Linked DNA regions of Mus musculus: region 2 is linked to region 1. Evidence: chromatin contacts called from public Hi-C data. All regions are on one chromosome and are shown on one strand. The core of a region is the stretch at or near the end of the contact, and the rest is flanking DNA. Distances in the headings are between cores, read along the strand shown.

The links. A called contact is a pair of places that touch in the nucleus more often than the background predicts.
Region 2: a contact with region 1 is called in a Hi-C map of the STO cell line, with 37 times the contacts expected there. The contact joins two enhancer-like sites. A contact is called at or near these places in 7 of 484 Hi-C or Micro-C datasets (the G1E-ER4 cell line, the HPC-7 cell line, the STO cell line and 3 more).

Annotation. Positions count from the first base shown.
Region 1 is chr4:114,124,918-114,130,873 of GRCm38.p6, forward strand. No RefSeq gene overlaps it. Among named protein-coding and RNA genes, the nearest start is that of Skint11, 35 kb to the right of the region's middle. Within about 2 kb of position 3,689, at least 1 of the 459 cell types and tissues checked has an H3K27ac peak or open chromatin away from gene starts, as enhancers often do. A contact at or near this core is called in the STO cell line, where this site is marked.
Region 2 is chr4:114,364,479-114,370,440 of GRCm38.p6, forward strand. No RefSeq gene overlaps it. Among named protein-coding and RNA genes, the nearest start is that of Gm40228, 21 kb to the left of the region's middle. Within about 2 kb of position 3,578, at least 15 of the 459 cell types and tissues checked have an H3K27ac peak or open chromatin away from gene starts, as enhancers often do. A contact at or near this core is called in the STO cell line, where this site is marked.

The DNA of each region.
Region 1 (5,956 bases), core at 2,439-4,938:
GCAGGATTAATATAGTAAAATTGGCCATCTTACCGAAAGCAATCTACTGATTCATTGAAATCCCCATCAAAATTCCAACTTAATTCTTCATAGAGTTATAAAAAGTAATCGGCAAATACATCTGAAATAACAAAAAATCCAGGATAGCAAAAACTATTCTCAACAATAAGAGGATTTCTGGGGGAATCACCATCACTGACCTTAAGCTGTACTACAGAGCAATAGTGACAGAAACTGCATGGCATATTAGTTAGAGTTTTACTGCTGTGAACAGACTCCATAAACAAGGCAAGTCTTATAAAAAAAAAAACATTTAATTGGGGCTGGCTTACAGATTCAGAGGGTCAGTCTATTACCATCAAGGTGGGAGCATGGCAGCATCCAGGCAGGCATGGTGCAGGAGGAGCTAAGAGTTCTATGTCTTCATCCAAAGACTGCTAGTGGAAGACTGACTTCCAGGCAACTAGGGTGAGGATCTTATGCCACACCAACAGTGACACACCTATTCCAACCAGGTCACACCTATTCCAACAAGGCTACACCTCCAAATGGTGCCACTCCCTGGTCCAAGAATATTCAAACCATCACACATAGTATTGGTAGAGTGGCAGGCAGGTAGATCAATGAAATAAAATTGGAGACCCAAGCCAGGCAGTGGTAGTGCACTCCTTTTAATCCTAGCACTTGGGAGGCAGAGGCAGGTGGATTTCTGAGTTTAAGGCCAGCCTGGTCTACAGAGTGAGTTCCAGGACAGCCAGCACTACACAGAGAAACCCTGTCTCAAAAAATCCAAAAAAAAAAAAAAAAAAAAGAAAAAAGAATTGGAGACACAGAAATAAACCCACACACCTATGGTCATTTGATCTTTGACAAAGGATCTAAATTCATCCAGTGGGACAAACACAATAATTAAAAAAAAAAATGTTGCTGGTTCAACTGGTGGTCAACAAGTAGGATGCAAATCAATCCTTCTTAGTATGGTGGCTCCCTTTCTCTTATGCTTCAAGTCAGACTTTCCTATTTCAACAGACAGGATGGCCAACCACCAGTTCCCAATATCCAGTATCAGTCATCCCATCAGTCTTCTGTGTCTACCTTGACTGTGCATTTAATCTCTAGCCTCCAGCATGAATTTTTATCATTCTCCAATATCTAGCTCGACCACTCATTGAGTGGCCCTTTGACTTGCTCTGGCTTAGCTTCTGATTGGTTCAAGCTACATCATATCTCAACTGCTATAATACTGGCCTATTCATCTCCAACCTGCAGTCTGTTTTTGCTTTCGTGGTGATATTTCTATAACAAATAAATCTTTAGGAACTGAATTTAGATCCCTATGCCTGATATCATGACTAATTCTTGTCGGGGGGGGGGGGTTCTAGACCAATAACAGTCAATGAAAATCTGTGTTATGACAAAGACCAGAGCTGGGACCAGTAGGAAAAACAGAGGGAAGAGGTTCCGGTTCTGAGGTTGATGACATAATCTACTTACCACAGTTTAGTGTTATAATGCACTGTTTGGGGCAGGGAGAGAAAGATAAATAGTGATTACCCACATCTTGGGAAGCATCCAGATAAATGCACCAGGCCCTCTGCTAAGTCAGACATCATAGAGAGTGTTGAGAGATCAAATACAGGCCTCAGATTCCACATCAGGTCTGAAGTCTGCAAGCATTGAGCCCAGCCTTTATTTCTATGTTGAATTCTTGGGCAGGAACACTGTGAGAGTTTGAAGGAGGCTGATTTTTCTTTGTCTTCTTTAGAGCCAAATATTTTCTGCAGCAAGGTAGTCTCTCCTACTGAAATAAATGTGTTGGAACTATAGTAAATAAATAAATAAATAAATAAATAAATAAATAAATAAATAAATAAATAAATAAATAAATAAATACAAGCTGACCTCTGGTTCCCAGCTACTGAGAGCCCTTCTCCCCTACTTCAAAGAATTTGCAGATAAGAGGGCCTTTGTGGCTAGGTGAGTTCTTGTGCTCCTGCACCCTCCTGTTTTTCCCTTGCCAAATATGCACAAGAATATTTAGCTTCCTTTTCTTTCTAGTGTTACATTGTTACCCTAGAGCTTGAAAGGCCAAAGTGTGTGTGTGTGTGTGTGTGTGTGTGTGTGTGTGTAGGGGAGGGAACTGATAGTCCATCCAAATGTCCTTAAGGGCCTCCGGCTGTGGATCACAGGACCCTGTTCTTTCTGAGAAACTCCTACCTGCATGGAAGTGTGAGGCTCTTCTTGGCTAGCGATGAAAAGGGATGCTTGTAACCTTGGAAGGCAGATGAGGGAGGAAGAGTTGGGTGGAAAGGATCTCAGAAGAGGAAAGAAGGCATGTTTTTCTCCTGACTAAATGAGGCAAAGGCTCTCTGTTTTGGAGGGAATGAATTTTCTTTAATGCCGAGTCCTTATTTCACAGGTAATGAGTGTTTGATCAGATGGTTAGAGAGATGGAGAACTGAAAGAGTTAATTTAAAGATGTATTGGTGTTCCTTTAAATTCCATAGTGAATCGGACCTAGCCTGTATCCCTAATGAGCTCACAGTAAACAAATGCTGACACTATAGTTGTCATTCAATTTGGAGCCAAGCTTCAAACAGATGGAAAGGGTGTGACTAGAGGCTGTAGACAAAATCAAGCTGGGGTCTCATGAGGGTTATGGGCTTATTCCCTAGGAATCTCAGATTTTCAGAACATTTCATGGACCATTTACAAATGAAATTTAAAATGACTTGATATGTTGGCTGAGTGTTGAATTCCTGCTTTTTAAATTCTATTTTAATATGGTTAAGAGATAGGAAGCATGGGGCTGACCCTGTGCTACAGCTATCTGGACCCCAGTCCTGCCCCACACCCCAGTCCTTCCAGGAAAGAGCTGGTCTTCTGGGAGTGCTAACACTCCAAAGATCACAGAAGTGCTGACACACCTAAGAGGACCATGGGTTCACGGGCTCATTGAAGTGACAAGCTCCAGTTACAGAAAGCAAAGCCAGCTATTGAGATGCCAAATCTTGTAAATTCAGACTCCATTTTAGAGAAGCCGACCTAAGTTTGAACTCAGGTAAACTAACAATCTAGTACCTAGCATTAATTTCCAAGCTGCCCCCAAACAAAACCCAAGCTTAGCTCCAGTCTCTAGCTAATCCCCAACATGACCAGTGTTTCCAGGTTAAACCCTCAAGACCAGGTTAATCCCTCAACAAACCTACACCCCCAGGTTACAAGCCCACTCCCTGCCTAATGAGTACCATTGCAGAGGGGAGCAGAAATTAAGTTAATGATATGAGTCCCAGCACCAGACAATTATGTTGAAGGCCACAGTAACTTTCCAATTAGAAAGTTAGTATGCTTTCCAATTAGTATGTTTGTACACATACTCCCTGCTTTCCGCTTACTCTAAAGCTTTGTCCCAATAAACATTTGGAGCTCCTCCACCACCAAAACCATAGTGCATGAAGGTGTTGCTTTGCAGGAGGAGCAAGCTAACTTGAATAGAATAAAGACCCTGCTGTGGATTGCATCAGATTGGATCCTATATGTATTTTGAGGGATCAGTAACATTTCCCTGGCAAAATATTTTGGAGCATTGGCCGAGAACTTCCCCATGACACACAAGACTGACTACCTCTCTCTGGCGGGAGGCGTGTTGAAGCCAGCAAAACTAGTTTAGGTATTTGTGTTTTTATGTTTGTAATAATGAGCACTGAATTCGAGCTTTCTGTGTGAGATCTGCAGAGCAGAAAGGAAGCAAGCTAGTGTAGAAGTAAATGTGGAACCCTTCCAACTGTGCTAAGATGGGTTATTTGTGTGGAACCTGGTAGCTTGTGTTGCCATGGTAAATCTAGGTTTGAGCAGTGCTGTGGAATCTGTCTGAGTGTCAGAAGTTTTCTATGTGGTCTGAGTAGGTGAGTGTTTGCACAGTGGTGCAAAAGCTTGTGCTTTGTGTAGCAGCTAATTTATCTGAATGCTGGAAACTTTCTGTGAGGTCTACAGATCTTAAAGAAAACTAGTGTAAAGAAAAATGATTTAAGTTGCCATGGTGATTTTTCCAGGTCTGAGTAAACATTTGTACTGAGGGTTATGTGTCTGTGAGCGCCACCGTCTGGTTGATTCTTGTTACTACAGGCTGTATTTTTTTCTGATGATGTCTTTTCTATTCACTGATTCTAAATGGAGTCACTTCCTTCTGGGTACAAGGCCTTGAATTTGTTTATGTGGCCAGTTGTGTTTAGGATAGATGTATCTGGAAGCCATGGCTATGGCGGGACCAGGAGACCTGAGTCTCGTTTTGGGGTGGGAGTAGGCTCAGGGAAGCCAAGAGATGCCCACCAATCTGGTTCTTTATTTGTGGGTGTGCACCACTTTCTTTTTACTTCTCATTTCTGCCTGACAGAGAGACAAGGTTGCACTTGTGTTTTGGGTCTCACAGAGAGGTCCTTTTCATGAGTGCTGTTTTCTGGTTGTTTCTTGTTTCTGCAACAGACAGGGAAGGTTTTGTGTTTCTGTATGTTGTGTTTGTGTTTCTCATTACGAGGGGACGTTGACAAGATGATTTTGAAGAGATGACTTTGACAGGTAACTTTGACGAGATGACTTTGATGAAGTGACTGTGACTTTGGCGGATATATTAACATGAGGCAGGCTAAGTCTACCACATTCTATAGGTTCCCTCACCACAAAAAACGGCCAGGAAGCTGGTTCCTGGCCCTACAGGAAACCCCTCCCCCAATATGCTTGCTTTATGTTGATCACCTAGATTGGGATTTTAACACCAATGAAGATAAGAGGAGGCTCTTGATCTACTGTCAGACTCTGCTGGCAAGTCTCAAGTTGGCCAAAAGATGGTCCACAAATTTGGCCATAGTGTATGATATTAGACAGCAAACGCCTTTTTAGGGAGGGTCATGGAGGCATTTTGACATTACACACCCATGGATCTTGAATTATGAGAAGCAAAGAAAGCAGTCATTCTAGATTTTCTTAATCAGACAGCACCAGATATTAAGAAAAAACTCTAGAGGGCTGAGAGGTTAAGAGAAAAGAGTTTGAAAGACTTAATGATAATGACAGAGACAGCATAAGAGGACAAAAGCAACAGACTGGAGACCTGGCAAAGATCCTATTGGCAGCCAAGGTCAAAGAAGACAAAAAGAGATGCCTAAAATAGCCTCAGAAGAAGGAGATAAAGGGAGTGGGTGCTGAAGATCAGAGGTGTCCTCTTCCAAAGCCCAGGGTAACCATAAAATTAAAAAAAAAAAAACAGCTTTTATTATTGACATTCTGTCTTGATAAACCCTGAAGATAAAGTCAGTTTATATTTGACTTCCTGGTGGCAACAGAAACAAAACAAAAATGCAAGAACTTTTAGATACCCTGAAAAGTACAGACTATTTGAGCCTCCACTTAGAAGACTGCCACGGATTGGCCCCAGTCTGCCTCTCTAAATCCAAGGGAAATTTCAGAGTTCCCAGTTACAGGGGGGCAAGGTGTCAGCGACAAAAAAAAGTGACAAATGGACACAGACACAAGGGAGTGCTGTATCTGGATGTAATTTTTCACAAAGCAAACACCAGTCTTATATAATACAGAAAACAAAGGAGTAGGGTGTCACAGCAGGCAAGAGACATTGAAGTTTATGACACAAAACAGGAATGCCTTCAAAGGACTGACATGAACTATCCATATGGTGACTGTATGGATTCTTAGGAGTGGTCATGGCTGAATGAATCTGAGGCCTTCTTAGCTCACCATGCTCAAGACCACACTACTCTTCTCATAATGTTGCCTACTCTCCTTGCTCTCCTAAGAATCCAGTCACATCTAAAGCCACAGTGTTCAGACCTCTGCTCAGAGGACAGGCACCTTATCACTGGTTTGTTAATCTGTTCAATCATGTTAGATTAGGTACAAATCTTAGATCTTTTCATCAGGCTAATTTTGTTTCTTCTCGCTCTCG
Region 2 (5,962 bases), core at 2,328-4,827, 240 kb after region 1:
CACACCTGTTCCCTTCTGTTCCATGGTAAACAACACACCTTTCACACTAGTGAGTCTCTAGTGATCTTTGTAACTGTGCACTGTTTTGCTGTCAGCCACATTCATGGCCCAGTTATTTAAGCAGTTAGAATAGCTATGGACTAATTTGAATATGTTTTCAACCCCTGCAGCTGTATCATTCAACCCAGAGGAGTCAATCTAAGCTCATCAAGTGTATCCCTCTACCTCCAGAGCAGGCTATAAGCTAGGGATAGTCAGTCTGAGTTGATTGCCTAGATATACCAAAAGTGTACAAGTTAGGGAACCTAGATTTAACTGGACTTGGCAACTAACCCACTAGTATACAGTCATGGTCATGTCCACTTCCTGGTCTCTCTCTCTCTCTCTGACTCTGTCTGTCTCTGTCTCTGTCTCTGTCTCTGTCTCTCTCTCTCTCTCCCTCTCCCTCTCCTCACTCATTTGATCTTCTCAGTAACCTACAAGTTAAGCAAAGTTGTTTCTGCTGCTGTCCCTGTTTGACAGTGGAGCACTGAAGCATGGAGAGGGCAAGTAGTGTATTCAAGGTCAGGAACTGGTGGAAGGTGGTGCAGGGATCTAAGCTCAGGTCTGTCGGGGCCAGGATCCTCTTTCTCTGTCAGTGTCCCTGGGGTACATATTCCAGATGCCTCTGTTCTGTATCTGACAGAGCAGCAGAGCTGAGCTGATTCATGAACTGATGGCCCCAGCTTCCTTGCATCCCCTGCCTGATGGATTAGCTGGCTCTACTTCCCGCAGCATCACTGGCCAGAGACCAAAGAGAGAACAAGAAAGCTGAGTGGAGGATAGGATGAGTGGGAAAGAGCAGAAAGGTGAATGAGAACGTCTCAGCATCCATCACCAGGGCAACTCACTCTGGGATCGCACTCCTGGACCAAGTTTTCATCTGAAAATACGGCTTGCCGAAAACTTGTCAGTCATTCTCCGGAGTGGTCTATTTCCCAGGGTACTCTGGTCTTAGGGCTTCCTAGACTCCAGGTAAATGGGCACCACATAGCCTGTTCTGACAGGGAGAAGAAGCAGAAACTTAGAGACAGATGTCAGACAGACCAACATGTTGGCATTGAAGGAATTATCCATGTCTGCTTTACTTTTTAAGCCACTCCCCTTCTGTGACTCTGAATCACCACCCTAAATTCCCAAAACTCTTTCTAAAGCCTTGCTGGTGTTATGGTGTTGCTGATGTTGTTGGTGTTGCTGGGTGCCTGGGATATGATGGCTGGCCAGTGTTTCTTCTTTGACAGAATCCTCATCTCATGCTGAGTCAGGAGCTTCTGTCCTCTTGGCTAGATATGTGTGATCACCACATATCCTGCCTTGTCACATCCTGTTGGACTCAGAACACAGAGACTTAGCAGAAAGGAGGAGAAGAGGGGTACAGGCCAGCAGGGGTGGGATCATGCTGCAGAGGTCAAATCTAGAAAGAAGGGCCCCTGCTACAAATTAGTCTCTTCCCTCTTGCACTCAGAAAACTATTGTGTGGTGCTGCTGTAGAGAGATGGACATTTGTGGACACTCAGGAGTGGGACTCTGCTGGATTGTGGTCACAGGCATGAATAAAGAGCTTCTGGGTAGTGGGGATAGCTCAACAAATAAATCATCAGGGCCTAGAGTGAAAAGTGCCCCTGAGAGGCTGAAGAAGCCCTGGCAAAGAAGGAGGAAGAAGAGGAAGAGGAGGAAGAAGAGGAGGAGAAAAGGAAGGAAGGAAGGAAGGAAGGAAGGAAGGAAGGAAGGAAGGAAGCAAGGAAGCAAGGAAGCAAGGAAGGAAGGAAGGAAGCAAGGAAGGAAGGGAGGGAGGGAGAAAGAAAAGGAAAGGAAAGGAAAGGAAAGGAAAGGAAAGGAAAGGAAAGGAAAGGAAAGGAAAGGAAAGGAAAGGAAAGGAAAGGAAAGGAAAGGAAAGGAAGAGAGAAACAAAGAAAGAAGCCAAATTAGCCTGGTGAAAAGAGCTGAGACATGGGCCCACCCTAATGTGGTTCAACAGACTTACAAGTCACAATGATAAGATCCCTGTCCTCTGAGCAGAGGTCTGAGGACTGTGGCTTTAGGTGTGACTGGATGCTTAGCGGACCCAGGGGAAGCTCATAGAAGAGGCAACATTATGAGAAGGGTATGTGATCCTAAGCACAGTGGGATGAGCAGGCTTCAGCTCCATTCAGTCATGACCACTCCTGAGAAGCCACACAGTCACTATATGGATTGTTCATGTCTATCCTTCTTCCATGACTATAGGGGCTGAGTTTGTGAGGGTAGGACCTGCATCACTCACTGAAGCATCCTTAACAAATGCTGCATATGGTCCACGTAGATGCACACAGAAATAACTAATGGCTGGCAAAGAGTGGAAGAAATGGCTTAGGCAGAGAAGAAATAGAAAGGAACTAGCAAGTAGAGCCCTATTGTGCCTGCCACTTGCCAGGTTGTTTACATGGATGATCAGGTTAGGTCCCCAGCTCCCCAGAACGGGCTGTATAGTGTTAGAGAGTTATAGTGTTAGAGAGATGTATAATGGTCTTTCCCTTTTACAGATGAGGAAATGGGGCTCATAGAGGATCCACTAGGCAGAAATAAGCATCAGGAAGAAAGCAGCCCTGTGGTTCCCATCCATGATTCCGCATCCCATTTGTGGATATGCAAGGCTCCTTTCATCCTCCTGGGCTATTTCCAACTGGCCTAGGGATATTTGGCTGGAACCCCAGGAGCCAGAGGGCAGCCCCTCCCCACCTACTGGGCTACCCCAGCCCAGCTGTGCAAACAGACTCCAACTGAGCTGTTCCACTGAGGGTTCGGGGGAGGAAGTAAAAGGTCTGACAGGTTAGGGTGAGCTGGGTTTTCTGAGAATAATTCCAACTCCAAGGTAGCATAAAATACATTCTTCCTATGGCCAGGAGAGGAGCTATGGCCCTGACAGCAAGTCAGCCAATGATCTGACAATGATAACTGTTCACCACCTGCCCCTGCTCCAGGTTTCCTGGGACCTTGCTTGATCTGCTATGCACTGACCTGGCAACACAAATCCAAGCCTTGCATATGTGATATCAGAGATTATGATGGCTACCACTGCAGCACAATGTCTATGAGTGTCACTGACAGGAGAGAATGCCTGAGGACCTCACTGGCCTATGCTTCCAACCTGATCACATCTTTTCCCTCCATTTTCTTTGTGCCCAGGAGTCACCCTTCTGCACCACTAGCTTCCTCACCCCTTTCCCTGTTAATAGGCCCAAATGCAAGGCAGATATTGCCGTAGGATCCTAGCAAAGGTGATACAGAAGTCCCCAACACCAGAGTGGGTGCTGGAGGCCAGCCTGCAGAGATCACTTGCAGGGTACCACTGCCTAACACTCACAATCAGTACTTCCCAGCATACATTTCCTTTGCTGAGTGATTTTATTTTCTGAAGGACCACATAATCCCCATGTAGGAACAACTGACCACAAAGGCCAGCAACCAGCCGCAAAGGCCGCTGTGTTCACACTAACACAAACATAAGCTGCTACCCCCCAGCCAGCACCATGAGGAGCACGCGCTCAGCATCCGCACTTGGCTCTCAGACAAGCCGACACAGCCTTGCACATACCACCCAGGAAGTCGGGAATCCACCCTGCCCAAGGGCTGACACCAGCATAAAGGGAAGCATAACCTTGTCAGGGGGAAGCCTTCTCTCCTCAAAGGCTGCTTAAAAGCTTACCACTTGGAGATCAGACCCTGAGAGTCAGGGGAGCAGTGTGTCTTGGCAGGAGGGGACTTCCCAGCTCAGAAAAATCTGCCTTGTTCCTCCTATGAATTAAATGTCAGTCTGAATTAAATGACTTAAATGAATTAAATGACTTAAATGTCAGTCTGTAGCCAGTGTGATCCAGATTCTGGATTTCTCAAAGATTTCATCAACCCCTTTATAGACATGCCCACCTACTATGTGCACGATCCTTTCCACGAGGAAACATGGGGTAGCAAAGTAAGTAATGTCTGGAGTCCTGCTTGTCACCTCAGTATCAAAGCCTGATAAGGATTACACAAACATTTCTTCCCCATGTAAGGCATATTCAGTTTCTGTAATAGATATGAACACTGGGACCCAAATCATATTGATTTCCAATATTTCCAACAAATAGTTTTTGATGTCAGCTCTATCCCAGGAATATGAGAAAGTGGGACTAGGCTTGGATCCAGCAGTCTAAGTCTCCTCTGTACAGACCCCATCTCCTTTCCCAGTTTCTTCTCTCTCTCCTCTCTCAAGCAAACACTTTCCCTACTTACCATAAACAATACCCACTTCATGGTGTCCATCCCAGCCTCTGCATTTTTGTTCAGACTAAAAGCTTTTAATGCTCTCTTAATTCCAGCAGGAGTACCCATGGGTCCTTCCCGAAGACAGATCTGGAGGGCCCTGTGCCCTGTGATATAATAAAGATCAGGTGGCTTTTGCATCAAAGCCATTCTGGCTATGTGACCTTGAACACCTTGAACCTAAGTGTGCATGTATAAAAAGCATGTGAGTTATCTCCCACAGTTTGTGTGGAATAAGAGATGGCCTGGGGTTCACTCCCCTTCAAGCTTTCAATTCACACACACGGATTACATTGAAATCTATTTTCTTTATTTTCTTCTATAAGCTTTTCATGAATTTTTATGCCTCCTATATCTTAACCATACTAAAATCCAATTTAAAAAGCAGCAATTCAACACTCAGCCAACATATCAAGTCATTTTGAATTTCATTTCAAAGTGGTCCGTGAAATGTTCTGAAAAATCTCAGATTCCTAGGGAATAAGCCCATAACCCTCATGAGACCCCAGCTCAATTTTGCCTACAGCCTGTAGCCACACCCTTTCTATCTTTTGAGGCTTGGCTCCAAATTGAATGACAACTGTGGTGTTACCCTGTGTTTACTTTGAGCTCCTTAGGGATACAGGCTAGGGCTGACTCACTATGGAATTTAAAGAAGCATCAATATTCTTTAAATGAACTATGATCTGTTTTTGTGCTCCATCTCTAACCATTTGATCACCTGTGAAATAAGGACTCTGCATTAAGTGAAATTCATTCCCTCCAAAGCGGAGAGCCTTTGCTTCATCTTATCAGGAGACAAAAATGCCTTCTTTCCTCTCCTGAGATCCTTTCCACACAACTCTTCCTCCCTCAGGTGCCTTCCCAGGTTACAAGCATCCCTTTCCATTGCTAGCTAAGTACAGCCTCACACTTCCATGCAGGTAGGAGTTCCTCAGAAGGAACAATGTCCTGTGGTCCACAGCTGGAGGTCTTTAAGGACATTTGAATGGACCATCAGTCCCCCCTTGCGTGCACGCATACACACACACACACACACACACACACACACACACACACACCTTGGCCTTTCAAGCTCCAGGGTGACAAATCTAATCCTAGTCAGATAAGGAAGTTAAATTTTCTTGTGCACATTTGGCAAGGGGAAGACAGGAGGGTGGGGGAAGGCAGGATCTCACCTAGCCACAAAGCCCCTCTTATCTGCAAATTCTTTGAAGTAGGGGAGAGGGGCTCTCAGAGGCTGGGAACCAGGGGGCAGCTTTTTCTTACCACAGTTCCAACATATTTCAGTAGGAGAGACTACCAAGCCCTAGAAAACATTTGTCTCCAAGAGAAAAAAATCAGCCTCCTTCAAACCCCCAGATTGTTCCTGCCCATGAGTACAACATGGAAATAGAGGCTGAACACAATGCTTGCAGACTTCAGACCTGATGTGGAATGTAAGGCCTGTATTTGATGTTAGACTGAGCATAAGGGCCTGATGCACCTGTGAGCTTCCCAAATGTGGGAAATCACAACTTAATTTTCTCTCCCTGCCCAAGCAGCCCATCACAACACTAAACCCTCTGGTAAGTAGACTATGTCATCAACCTCAGAACTAGAACCTCTGCTCCTCCCACTGGCTCTGGTCTTTGTGATG